Regions from separate parts of the Gossypium hirsutum genome. Here region 1 is linked to region 2. The links are chromatin contacts, called in public Hi-C maps. All regions are on one chromosome and are shown on one strand. The core of a region is the stretch at or near the end of the contact, and the rest is flanking DNA. Distances in the headings are between cores, read along the strand shown.

Region 1 (6,248 bases), core at 2,876-5,375, 170 kb after region 2:
TTATAATGGCATGTACAAGTTATTTTGGCTAATGTTGGCTATATATTTAGTTGAGATTATAGCCATTTGATTTGGCTTGTGTTTTGGTATATTTTGGTATGTATATATGTGGCCTTAATTTGGTTGATGTGTGGTTAATTGATGGTTGAATGATAGAAGGTCAAATGATAGTTATATGTGCATTTTGTATAAGTGCTTTGTGAGTTGTTGAATTGGTTGTGAATTGGTACCTTGTTATGTAAGACATATATGTCTAATTATGTGAGAAATTGAAGGGCATGTTTAACATCAATTGGTATGTTTTGGTAAAGTGATCTACATGATATGTATTGATGCAAGTATGCATATAAGTTAGTTGAACATTTGGTTATATTAAATACACAGTTAAACATGTTTATAATTGTCATTTGAGGTGCCTAAGGGCATATTGGTAGTATGTGATCATACCATTTGTATAAGGCTTGATTATGCTTGTGTTAGATGCCTTAATATGACTTGTTTATGTGCACAAAGTTGAATGTAGGTTGATGCCAAATTGGGTGAGAAAAATGACTTGTAAAATAGCCTATTTTCGTCCACACGGGCAGAGACACGGGTGTGTGTCTCAGTCGTGTGTCCCCTGTAGCTTTCAAAAGGGTTGCAAGTCAGGTTGTTACACGGCCTAGCATACGGCCTGGCATACGGGAATGTGAGGTTACTTCGAAAGGTACACGGCCTAGCACATAGACGTGTGGCTTGGCCGTATGACAAAGTCATAGAGTTACACGGGCACGGACACGGGCTGGGACACGGACGTGTGTGCTCATTTCGAATGCCCACACGGCCTAAGACACGGGCGTCTCTCTTGGCAGTGTGAACCCTGTAGCTTTGAAAATTTTTAATATTTTCTGAAAAATTCTTTGAGTTTCTAATTTAGTCCCGATTTGTTTCTAATATGTATTTTGGGCCTCGAGAGCTCGTATAAGGGACAATATGTATGATTTTGATTGGTTTTTATATGAATTTTGATATGTTATGAAATGTTCGAAATTCTATTTGTTTGTACTGTAAACTCCGGTAATACTCCGTAACCTTGTTCCGGTGACGGATACAGGTTAGGGGTGTTACAATATATCTATATACTAACTCCATAATATCTCTATTTAATATTTACAGACTTAGTTTACAAAAACAAGGTTCTGAAATTGCATTTTTTGACACCACTAGAATCTAGATCGTTATAATATGCCATTACAAAAATAACTTAGATTTATGCTTTGTCCAATGACCTTGTCATTAGTGTGTTACTCTCATAGGATATCCTTAATCTTTTTGGGTTAAAATCATTCTCTCAATATGATCTTATTTTATCTTGTGGTAAGCACTGCATCTTCCACAATGAAAAATATTATCACTACAAATAGTAATAACAATAATTCATCCATGTTGATTGTCCCATGACCACATTCTTTTTTATAACCCATGTAATGTCAATGAGAGGATACTATTTACTCTTTAATTGAGTATGAATTTCACTATTGTAAAAGAAGTCATGTCATCCATAAGTCATATACCCAGCATACTAACTTTAGGCTTTGATAACAATTGAGCATAGGTTTTCAATATATCAAAGTATATGATTTACATACACATAGTCAGTCATTTACTCATGATTAACTCCACTATAAATATCACAAGTGAATAAATCCATAAATAAATCTAGGATAAATTTAACTTGGATCATTTTCAATGCATTGTCAATCTAGAGAATCACTCCTATGTCTCTATTTTTCTAGAAGTCATTCGTTCTGGAACCCAAGATAATGTATCTTCTTAATTGGACTTAATAGACAATATAATAGTCCTTTGAATTAAATGCTCATTTTGAGTCATTATACTATGAGCATTTTAGATTACCTACTAATATAAGTTGTCTTTCCACATCAAAATTTACCCTTATGATGTAACTTAGTATTAGTTAAATATTAGTAATTAATGAGCCAATATTTGCTCTGTTCATTTTGTTTTTTGTGCAAAAACCATTAATGATAATTATATAAAAATAATAATTTAATTATAGAATTATATATAACCCAATTTATTCGAAAATTTACAAGCATAATAATAATACTTCCCTAAGGGCATAAAATCTCAACCCAGGTAGGTCAAATTTGACTCGAGAAACCCATGATTGGTTCAGGTAGCCCAACCAACAGTCAGTCTCCAACTTGAGAAACCTTAAACTCCTAATTATCTTAATTAAAATCTAAATTATCATCTAAATTATTAAGTATTTTAAATAAATTAAAACCCTAATTCTCCTAATTTAATTTAAACTCCTAATTATCTTAATTAAAATCTAAATTATTATTTAACCTATTAATTAAAGTCATAAATTAAACTCTAATTACCTAATTCAATTTAAACTCCTATTTATCTCAATTAAAATTTATATTATTATCTAACCTATTAATTTAATTTCTCAATCATATACATTACCTAAAAAAGTGTAATTTTCTTATGTGACATATTTATATTTGTGACAAGTAGTCCCCAATTAATGAGTCAAATCCCTTTATTTCGGTAATTAAGCTTGCATAATATATACAATAATTTAAATTTTAATAAGGGTTTCATTATTAATAAATGAAATGAAATAAACAAGTAAAACCTTTTTAACATGCATATAGCAAATAGTTTAAAATTAATAATAAATGTAATGAAATAAATTATACACCATTGCAAATAAACAATATGTAAGACTAAATATTAAAAAAAAGGAAATAATAAAGTTTTTATTCTTTAAATTATTAAAATTTGCATTAGAAATTTAAGCAATTAGGAGATTAAGCTATAGTTTAGGAATGAAGATAAAAATTATTGTTCCTTTGGAATCAATATTAAATACTTTATAAAATTTGAATTATAGCTCGTTGGTGAATGACATTAATCCAAATAAACTTTTAAATAACAATAATATAAAAATATTTATAAAATATTAATTTATATATATTTAAAGTTTAATACTCTACAAATTTTTTACAAAACTTGAAAATATGAAATAATTAAAAATTATTATTTAATAAGTGACATATATGTAATAAAGTATGTTACAAACAAACAAATTTAAAATTTTTAATAATAATGTTAAAAAATTAAACTATTTGCAATCAAAAATAAAAATGTAATTTTTATTTCTTAAAAATATTAGTTACCAATTATTATTTTTAATTTCAAATTTATACCATGTATAAATTTATTCTATATAAAAATATATTTTTTATATTAATTAATCGCAGGGGAAACTAACTATCTTAACTAAATTAAAGATCTAGTTATACTAATATAATTTAAGCTAATTATATTAATCTAAAAAATAAAATAAATCTAACCTCACATTATTTTTTTTTTTGGCATTTTTTAGTTTTAGCTTTGGGTTTTTTTCCCCTTTACTTGGACATCAGACTTAGTATTTTTTTATAACCTATAGAAAAGAAAATTAAATAAACTAAAATTTAATATTTTCAGTGATTTAAATTTTTAAGTATGTTTGCTATTTTATTTAATTTCTTTTAGTATTATTATTTAAATACTTTATTTTTAAAAATTTAAATTTAAATTCATTAAACTCATAATCATATTCTATACTTAATTTTAAGAAATATATCAAATATATTTTATAATTTAAATTCAATACTTAAATTTTTAATGTTTAATTAATTTTTTTAAATTTATCTAACATCTCCAATTTGCTCTCTAAATTCTTAAAAAGGATTAATTGATAATTGGGTCCTTCATTGATTATTGAACATTCAATTTAATCCCTATAACTAAACAAAAATGCAAATTATTCTCAATATTATCTGCGTATTTGATAAAAGATTAAATTATTTAATTTGATTTAAAAAACCTTCTATTAATATAAATTTATTAAAGCAAGAATTTTCTTAATCAATCATACTTTCATAATATATTTTAATTTCTTTACTACTTTCCTCAATTTAAATATTAATGTTAACCCGTGTTTTATAATAATATATAAATATTATAATTAGACTTGCGGGAAATGTGAGATAACCCGATGTGACAAATTAGAGCTAAGCCCAACCAAAGAAAGCCCAAATTAAATTTCTAAAAAGATAGTTAGGGGTTTTCAAAATACGGAAAAGCCGAAAAGCAAGCCTACATTTTGCTCTCTTTCTCACCCTAAACTCTTCAAAGAAGCAGCAGCAACTAAAGCTTTGAGGAAATGGCGTTGGCTTTCGATGAGTACGGGAGACCCTTCATTATACTCAAAGAGCAAGACCAGAAAACCAGGCTGAGAGGGATCGATGCCCAAAAAGCCAACATTTCCGCTGGCAAAGCCGTTGCCCGGATCCTCCGAACCTCTCTCGGACCCAAGGGCATGGATAAGATTCTCCAAAGCCCCGATGGCGATGTTACCATCAGTTAACTCCTTTCCACCTCTTTCTTTATTTTTTCCCCCCGCTAAATTTATGCTTGATCATTAGGCTTCTCGTTACTCGATTAGGTCTTAAAACGATTTTTCGGTTATGGATCTGTTTGAGTTTGAGCTTCCAAATGAGACGTTAGTTAAAGTAAGCTACTTGAGAAGAGGAATGTATGCTTTATTGGTAATTTTAAGCGCTTGTAGTTACTTTATTGAACTTAGTTTTTGAACTGGATGCTTTGGTATAGATAACACTTTGCTAACATAAAGTTATAAGCTTAATGTTTCCGGTGAGATTTTCGTGAACTTTATATTTCTGGGGTAAATGTGTAAAGTTAAGTATTTCATATTTATTGGTGAAGTCCTATGCTATATCCTGTTCAAAGTTCCCTGATGTGTTTTTTTTTTCTTTTTCATGGATGTTTTTCAGCAAATGACGGGGCAACAATATTGGAGCAGATGGATGTTGACAACCAAATTGCTAAGTTGATGGTTGAACTATCTCGGAGTCAGGATTACGAAATTGGTGATGGAACAACTGGTGTTGTTGTCATGGCTGGAGCACTTCTAGAGCAGGCAGAGCGGTTATTAGAACGTGGGATTCATCCCATACGAATTGCAGAGGGGTATGAAATGGCTTCAAGAATCGCCGTTGAGCATTTGGAGCACATATCTCAGAAGTTTGATTTTGGAGCATCAAATATAGAGCCTTTGGTTCAAACATGCATGACCACTTTGTCCTCAAAAATGTAAATTTCCTAGCTCTTTTTCCTGTCCATTTCTTTACTCTACATTTTCTGTTGCCCTTAGCAATGGTTGGATTGCCATAATGCATGATCATGTCTAATTTGTTTCAAGATGGTGCTTTTCTGTCTGAAGGTTAATTAATATGTATATGCTATTATCCTATCCTATATTTTTTCTATTTGCAATATCCTGTCTCCCCCACTAGGATTTGCCAGATCAGATTACATAATTATGGATGCATTGTGTTGTTAGTATGATGTTAAATGTAATCGATTTGTTTAGCTTTTCTTCTTGTATTGTAGTCTGCAATTGAATAAAGATTTTTCTTAAGATAATACTTTGTTCAGTACAAGGTGCCATTAATATTCTCTTTAGCAAATTATGTCATGGAACTGTTAAACAGATGCCAGGTGGTAGCATCGTTTTGTATGGCAAGAACACCGTGTCTAATGTTTGTTTAACACCTTACCTTGCTAGGATATTGGTTAATCTTGATCAGTAATCATTTGGGCTTACTCATCCTCAAATAAAATCTGTGTTGATTTATTGTGTTTGCAAATCAGAAATGTTCAGGGTTGTTTTGGTTGTGGTAGGGTATTTGTGAAGGACCATTGAACCAACTGAATTATGTGGCACTTCATTCAATTAAATTAGCTCTTTCTGCCATCTAGCAGTTCATAAACTTGGTAGTATTGAGAAGAGGATTTGTTATTTTGCAGTGTGAACCGATGCAAGCGCCATTTGGCTGAGATTTCTGTTAAAGCAGTTCTTTCTGTTGCTGATCTAGAGAGGAAAGATGTCAATTTAGATATGATTAAGGTTGAGGGGAAAGTTGGGGGAAAATTGGAGGATACTGAGCTAATATATGGAATCACTGTTGATAAGGACATGAGTCATCCACAGATGCCAAAGCAAATTGAAGATGCTAAAATTGCCATATTAACTTGCCCATTTGAGCCCCCTAAGCCAAAGACCAAACATAAGGTAGACATTGATACGGTGGAGAAGTTTCAAACTTTGCGTCTGCAAGAGCAAAAGTATTTTGATGACATGGTTCAGAAGTGCAAGGTAT
Region 2 (6,104 bases), core at 1,443-3,942:
AATCTAATTCTGACAAGGTTAGGTTAATGAGAGTGAAATTGAATGATAGGAGCAAGTGTTCGACCAAATACTTGTAACAGCCTTTAGACATAGAGTAACGTTCATACGAAAAGAAAACAAAACAATGCAGGGTACCGTGCTGAAGGCCTATAGACATATAGCGCTTAAGGCTAGGTAACTTGAGGTCTTGTTCTCGAAAGAAGCAGACCATTTTAGAACTCTTCTGAGCAGTAGATTGAGTGTGGTTTTGCCGAGGTATTACTTCTAGCAAGGGCAGATTCTTAGTAATCCCAACCTTCTAAATCAATATAGTAGACCCTCTATCCTTTACCATAGTATCTTTGCCATGGCATTCTTAGTCGTTTAATTATTCGTTTGCATATTATTCACGTAACTTTTCTCGAAATTGCAATTGCATTCTTTCTCTTGTCTTATCATAGCATTTTCCAGTATTTATCAGTTACACATATTGCACACATCATTATTCCTTCAAATTACCACTGCACTCTTATTATTTTTGTCATAACATTAATCATACTCATTCTAATAACTTGACCAAATTATACCGTTCTAATCCCTGTGGAGACGATCTCACTTATCACTTTATTACTTGATTCGATGTATATACTTGCACAATCCGCATATCATTTCACACGCGACACTTAGCTATGGTCTTGCACAATATGATATCATGTTTACTATCCTAGCAGACTTCCGATTCTGAGAAATCAATAAACCTCTTTCAAGGTGTCACCTTGGAGGACCTATAAACCGTTTACACAATGTCTCTCTAAAGGACCAATTGATAACTGTCGTCACGGTATCGCTCTATAGAGTTAATAGATCGTTGTCACGGAATTGCTCTAGCAAGCTAGTAGAATCCTATAACAATCCACCCATTCCTCCAATACGTCAATTTTTCTTATCTTCAACTATCCCACCAATATACTTCCCTCTGTGCTCTGCATATGACATAATCATGCATTACAATGTAGATAATACTACCTTAAAGAGTACACCACACTTTATTACAGCCATATTCAGTCCTATCATACAGACGTACTTGCATATTTTCATGAATTCATACTACCTTAGACACGTATATCATGCTCACACACCAAAATCACATACCATCATAGGTTTCTAATGGAACTCAGAGTAGATGAAAACAAAGATTAATCAAGCATCACTCATCCTTAATCATCCAAGAATAGAGTACAAAAACTCACCTGAACTACTTCATCCTTGACATCTTTACTTTTCAAAATACCAGAGCCTCCATCATCTTGACATCTTAGCACGACAACCATATATAGGTTAAATCAGAGGTGTTAAAACCTTAAAACCCAAAACCCAGTTTACGACAACTTATTAGGAGTTCTTTACCCTCTCTTCCTCTAAACCACGAGTACTAGAAAAGATAAGAAGGCTTACCATTTCCTTAGATTTTCTACTCTCAGACTCCAAATCTCATGATCTCTGCTCCATGCAGCATTCTCATTAACTTATTCTTCTTCTTCTTCGAAAATATTGAAGAAGACAATGCAGATGAGAAGGAAATTGTAAACCTAATTGAGAGGAATTCCTTTAGCAAGAATATCCCCTCGCCTAAATATATAACTCCCTTCACACGATCTTCAAATTTCTATTAGCCATCCATCGACAATCATTGTGTCTCCCACTAAGGAACCTGTCAGTTGAATCTAACCAAACCAGAATTGATACTTAACTAATTGCTCAACAATCACAAAATTTCCAGAATTTCCAATAGATTCCACCAACTCACTATTTTTCTCAATTAACTCCCAATACTCATTTAAATTCAAGACCTCCAAGAAGTCCAAGTATGACATTCATGTTAAACCCGAGGCAAGAAGTGACTCACAAATAGGTTGCAAATCTAGTTGAATCCCTGCAATGATACGTCCAACCTAAAAGCTTGAAAATAGGAAAATAATAAACTAATTAAGTTCACTAGATCTGTCTAAAGGACATGCCATTGCATGCGGACATAATTTCCTTTAACATCGTGATGAGGACAAGTCAGTGAGTGGCATTGCGACCTGGAACCCCTGAAGTCACGACATCAACCTGATAATTTTGAAAATTTACAATTTGGTCCTAACTTGACCTTCAGTTAGTGAAAGAGCTTCAGTAAGCTTGTATAATACCTGAAAATGATGGAAAACCATTTATGATTGAATAATATTGTTAATAGCATATATAAAAGGGTAAATTGAATCGTAGTTGCTCCAGCAACGGATGTGGCATCCTATAGCTCAGACTCGAAGATTAGGTCGAGTATGGGGTGTTACATAATTAGATTTGTCCTTTTGTTAAAAAATCAAAACAATTTCGTAATTTTTAATTAAATATTTTAATTTAATCATATACCATAAGTAAGGGGGAAGCCAGCAAAATTTTTTGGGGTTGAAATTAAGTTGTATATTTTCACGATAGAAAAAAATACAATTTCACCATTTTAATAGCCTATATCTTATAATTTTTAAAAGACTAAATCAAACATTTATTGTTTTTAGGGAACCGAAGTGCAAATTTACCTTATAGTAATTTAAAATTTTATAAAAATATAAAAATTTTAAAAATGAAAATTTTCATTTTAAGGTGGGGCCACCCCTAGCTCTGTGATAGCTATGAGATTTTTTTTATCAAAATTTATTATTTATATGCTAATGCAATCATATCAACTTTGAAACCAAATTATTATCAACTCAATAATCATATTTGACATTAAGAAAATTTTAATAGAAAATACTAATGATGTTTTAATGATTAGAATTGTTAAATTGGAAAATGAAATATTTTTCTTTTAACATTTTAAGTAAAGAAACTAAATTTAGAAGAATGACAAAGTAGAGGGCCTGGATCAAATGTTGTCCAAAGAATGAAATATTGCAGCAAGTGAACCAAAAGCGAAGGAAAATATTGGTTGTACGGCGTCGTTTAGGGACTCGGATTTTGAAGAACACTGGTTTACAAATAGGATGAAAATCTGCTGAGAATCGAATCTCGAAAGAACAGCCTGAATAGTCGGTGAAGCAGAGAAGACAGAAATGGTGAGAGTAGCCACCTACTTTGGAATGTCATTAGGCGCCTTCGTTTTCTGGCAATCTATGGAAAAAGTCCACGTTTGGATCGCTCTCCACCAAGACGAGAAGGTTCTCGAAACCCCCTTTCCACATTTCAATTTCTTTTCTTGTTTTAAAAATCCGAACTATATGCCCATTGAAATGCTTTTCTTTTTCTTTTCAATTCTGAGACAAATTGTCACTTATTTTTTCATTTTCAGATCGATTAAAAGTTGAAACCCTAGATTCTATCCTTATTATTATTGTTTTTGGAATAATTGTTGTGTTTGCAGAAAGAGAGACTGAATAGTGAAGCGGAGATCAGGAGAATGAGGGAGGAGCTGCTTCATCAAGCCAAGCAGAATGAGCGTCTCGCGTAAATTCTGCGTTGTTGTCGTTGCTGTTTCTTTCTTCTTCTTTTTTCCCAACTATTTTAAGCCCGATTTGTTTTAATTAGACTCAAGTGGAACTGTGGTTGAAAACCATAATATTGCCTTTGATGATGAGCTGGATAACCCCATGACATGCCATGGACGAATTGTTGTTTCTTTCTGCTTCATAAATGCCATCACTACCTGTTTGAAATTGATGAATTTTTGTTTTTTTGTTTTGTGTTTATGTTATATGTCTGTATTTCTCATGTGCATTAGTCATGATAAAGGAAAATCAGGGATTTATAAATTCCATTATGTTGGTTATTGAACGCATTTCGTTAATCGTGTAGGATTTTGATTACAAATCTCTCTTGTGGAATAAGTGAGAACCAGACTTCTATCTTTTGTTTTTCAGATGGTGCCTTAATTTAATAAAGAGTGATGAGAGGGAGAGAAAAATACTAGTACATTTTGTGTATTGGATATATATCTTACTTGCTGACTGTGTTCCTTTTCATTTTTTCTTGAAGTAGTTGTCTCCAATAGATATACCATTGTTATGGGGATATGACCCTTTGAGGATCTCCAAATACATGAAAAAACTTCAAAAAGTATTGAAACACCCTGTCAGATACATACTGATATCCGACACTCATATCTAAGTCTGAGTAACATAGCTAGCTGATATTGATAATATGCACCACCTTCCTCTCTAACTTGATTTGTTAATTCTTTCCTAAAACTGGTCAGCTGTTTCTGCTGGTTAGCTGTTCGATTCTATTACAATCAAGCAACATTTGAATGCACTTGGAATATCCTTAAAGGAAACATTTCTTTATTTGATATTGGGTGCAGTATGTTTCATAAGGCTTAGCAACACCCTTAAGTTTAGCATGAAAAGTGTCATCTTTGATGTTATTTCTTATAGTCAAGCATCAGAGATCAGATCTTATTTGGAAACACATTTATAGTAGTATTACCATATCTATTTGTCATCAATGTATCAAGAACACCACCCGATGTTACTGTCATAACCTCTGTTTGACATGTGGTTATTACCATCAACTCCTTTGCCAAACTAATTTTCTTCATTGTGAATGATTGATGGGTTACTACCCTGTTTAGACATGATAAGATGTCTTTGATCTCTATCCATATATTGTAAGCATCTCAAAAAAACTCTACTCATTCAACTTCATTGCTAACTTTTAAGCTTGCCTTTTGATCTTAGCCATTTACCTCTTTTTCCCGTCATGATATCTGCTTTACAAAGCTAACTTTCCCCATGATGAGAAGTGAGATTGCTAAGGATATTTAGTTTAACTGGACCCAGTTTTATGCCAGTGATGATGAATACATGGTCTGAGCATGCCATGCTGGTGCAGAATCTGCTAAAAACTTGCTAGTTTGATTTTTGTTTATGCAATTCATACCGACTAGCAGAGCAAACTGCTGTTAGTTGTTTTGCACTTCATCCTATACTTTCCATGTATTTTTTCCATTTCAGGCGTGTTTTAGCCATTGATCTCTATTCGTAAGTTATAGCAATGAAAAACACTTGAATTGGTGTTATCCCGTATGAATGGTTGAATATTCCTGACTGATCTTTCTCCCCCCCCCCCTTTCCCTCCGCGCCCCAAAAGTGTATATGCTTATTTTGCTACTGGTGTTCGGATCAAATGATATGAGATGAGGAGTGACAACTAGTAAGCTTTTAAATGTATGTTCTTTCTGATGAAAAGCAAAAAGATGTGTTACACATTTCATGCATAATAGCAGTTTTTTCCTGCCTTTCGCTGCTGTCCAAATGTTACATATGAGTATCACGCGTATATGCAACTTTTACAAATTTGAGATCTTAGGAAGAAAATATATGGTAGTTTTAACCCCTGTTTTGTCCAGGACTTTGCAAGAAATCATGCCCTGTATCGCCTGACAACTTCCAAGTACATAATCAATTTGTCTGCTACAAACAAGTTAAACAAGGGCAGAGTGGGTTACCATGTCGATTGTTGGTATTTACGTACTAACAGTAACAAAATCGCCTATGAAAATAGGTGCAAAGTTGTGTTCTTTAAAAGTGTGCACCCTTTTGCCTTAATTTCTGGTTAAAAGTTGTAAAGTTCAAAGGCCAATGCCCTATCTTTCTCACCATAAAAGGGGATGCCTGCAGTGCTAGACAATCAAGGAATTAAAGAAGTCCTGGGATATGGATGTATGGAAGTTAATCTTGGTTGTGTTTAGGTTGGCAATGGCTTTTAAGCTGGCCAAGAGTTTGAATTACCGTGAGAGTATTTAGCCTCTGAAGAGAGTCTTTGGGATTTGTACGAGAGATGGAGGAGCCACCATACGATCTCACTTGACCTGACAGAGAAGCAAAAGCGTTTCAATGTGTTCCAAGGAGAATCTGAAACATATCCACAACGTGAACCAAATGGAAAAGCCTTACAAGTTCGAACCTGAACAAATTTGCAGATATGACAAACCATGAGTTCATGAGTACAAGGAGCTCCAAGATCAGCCGTTACCTGATGTTACATGGTCCAAGACGGATGACTGGTTTCCGGCTTGACAAAGTTGACAGCATTCCTCATTCCATTGATTGGAGAAAGAAAGGAGCGGTTACTGGCATCAGGGACAG

What was found. A called contact is a pair of places that touch in the nucleus more often than the background predicts.
Region 1: a contact with region 2 is called in a Hi-C map of leaf, with 5 times the contacts expected there. The contact joins the promoter of LOC107922229 here to the promoter of LOC107920928 in region 2. A contact is called at or near these places in 3 of 34 Hi-C or Micro-C datasets (anther, callus and leaf).

Annotation. Positions count from the first base shown.
Region 1 is chrD01:52,787,087-52,793,334 of Gossypium_hirsutum_v2.1, forward strand. It overlaps LOC107922229 (T-complex protein 1 subunit epsilon), which reads left to right and starts at 4,126. Exons shown (of 9, transcript XM_016852145.2): 1 at 4,126-4,427; 2 at 4,860-5,178; 3 at 5,896-6,244. The coding sequence starts at 4,229.
Region 2 is chrD01:52,616,418-52,622,521 of Gossypium_hirsutum_v2.1, forward strand. It overlaps LOC107920928, which reads left to right and starts at 2,693. Exons shown (of 2, transcript XM_016850763.2): 1 at 2,693-3,179; 2 at 3,383-3,678. The coding sequence starts at 3,075. The coding sequence ends at 3,469.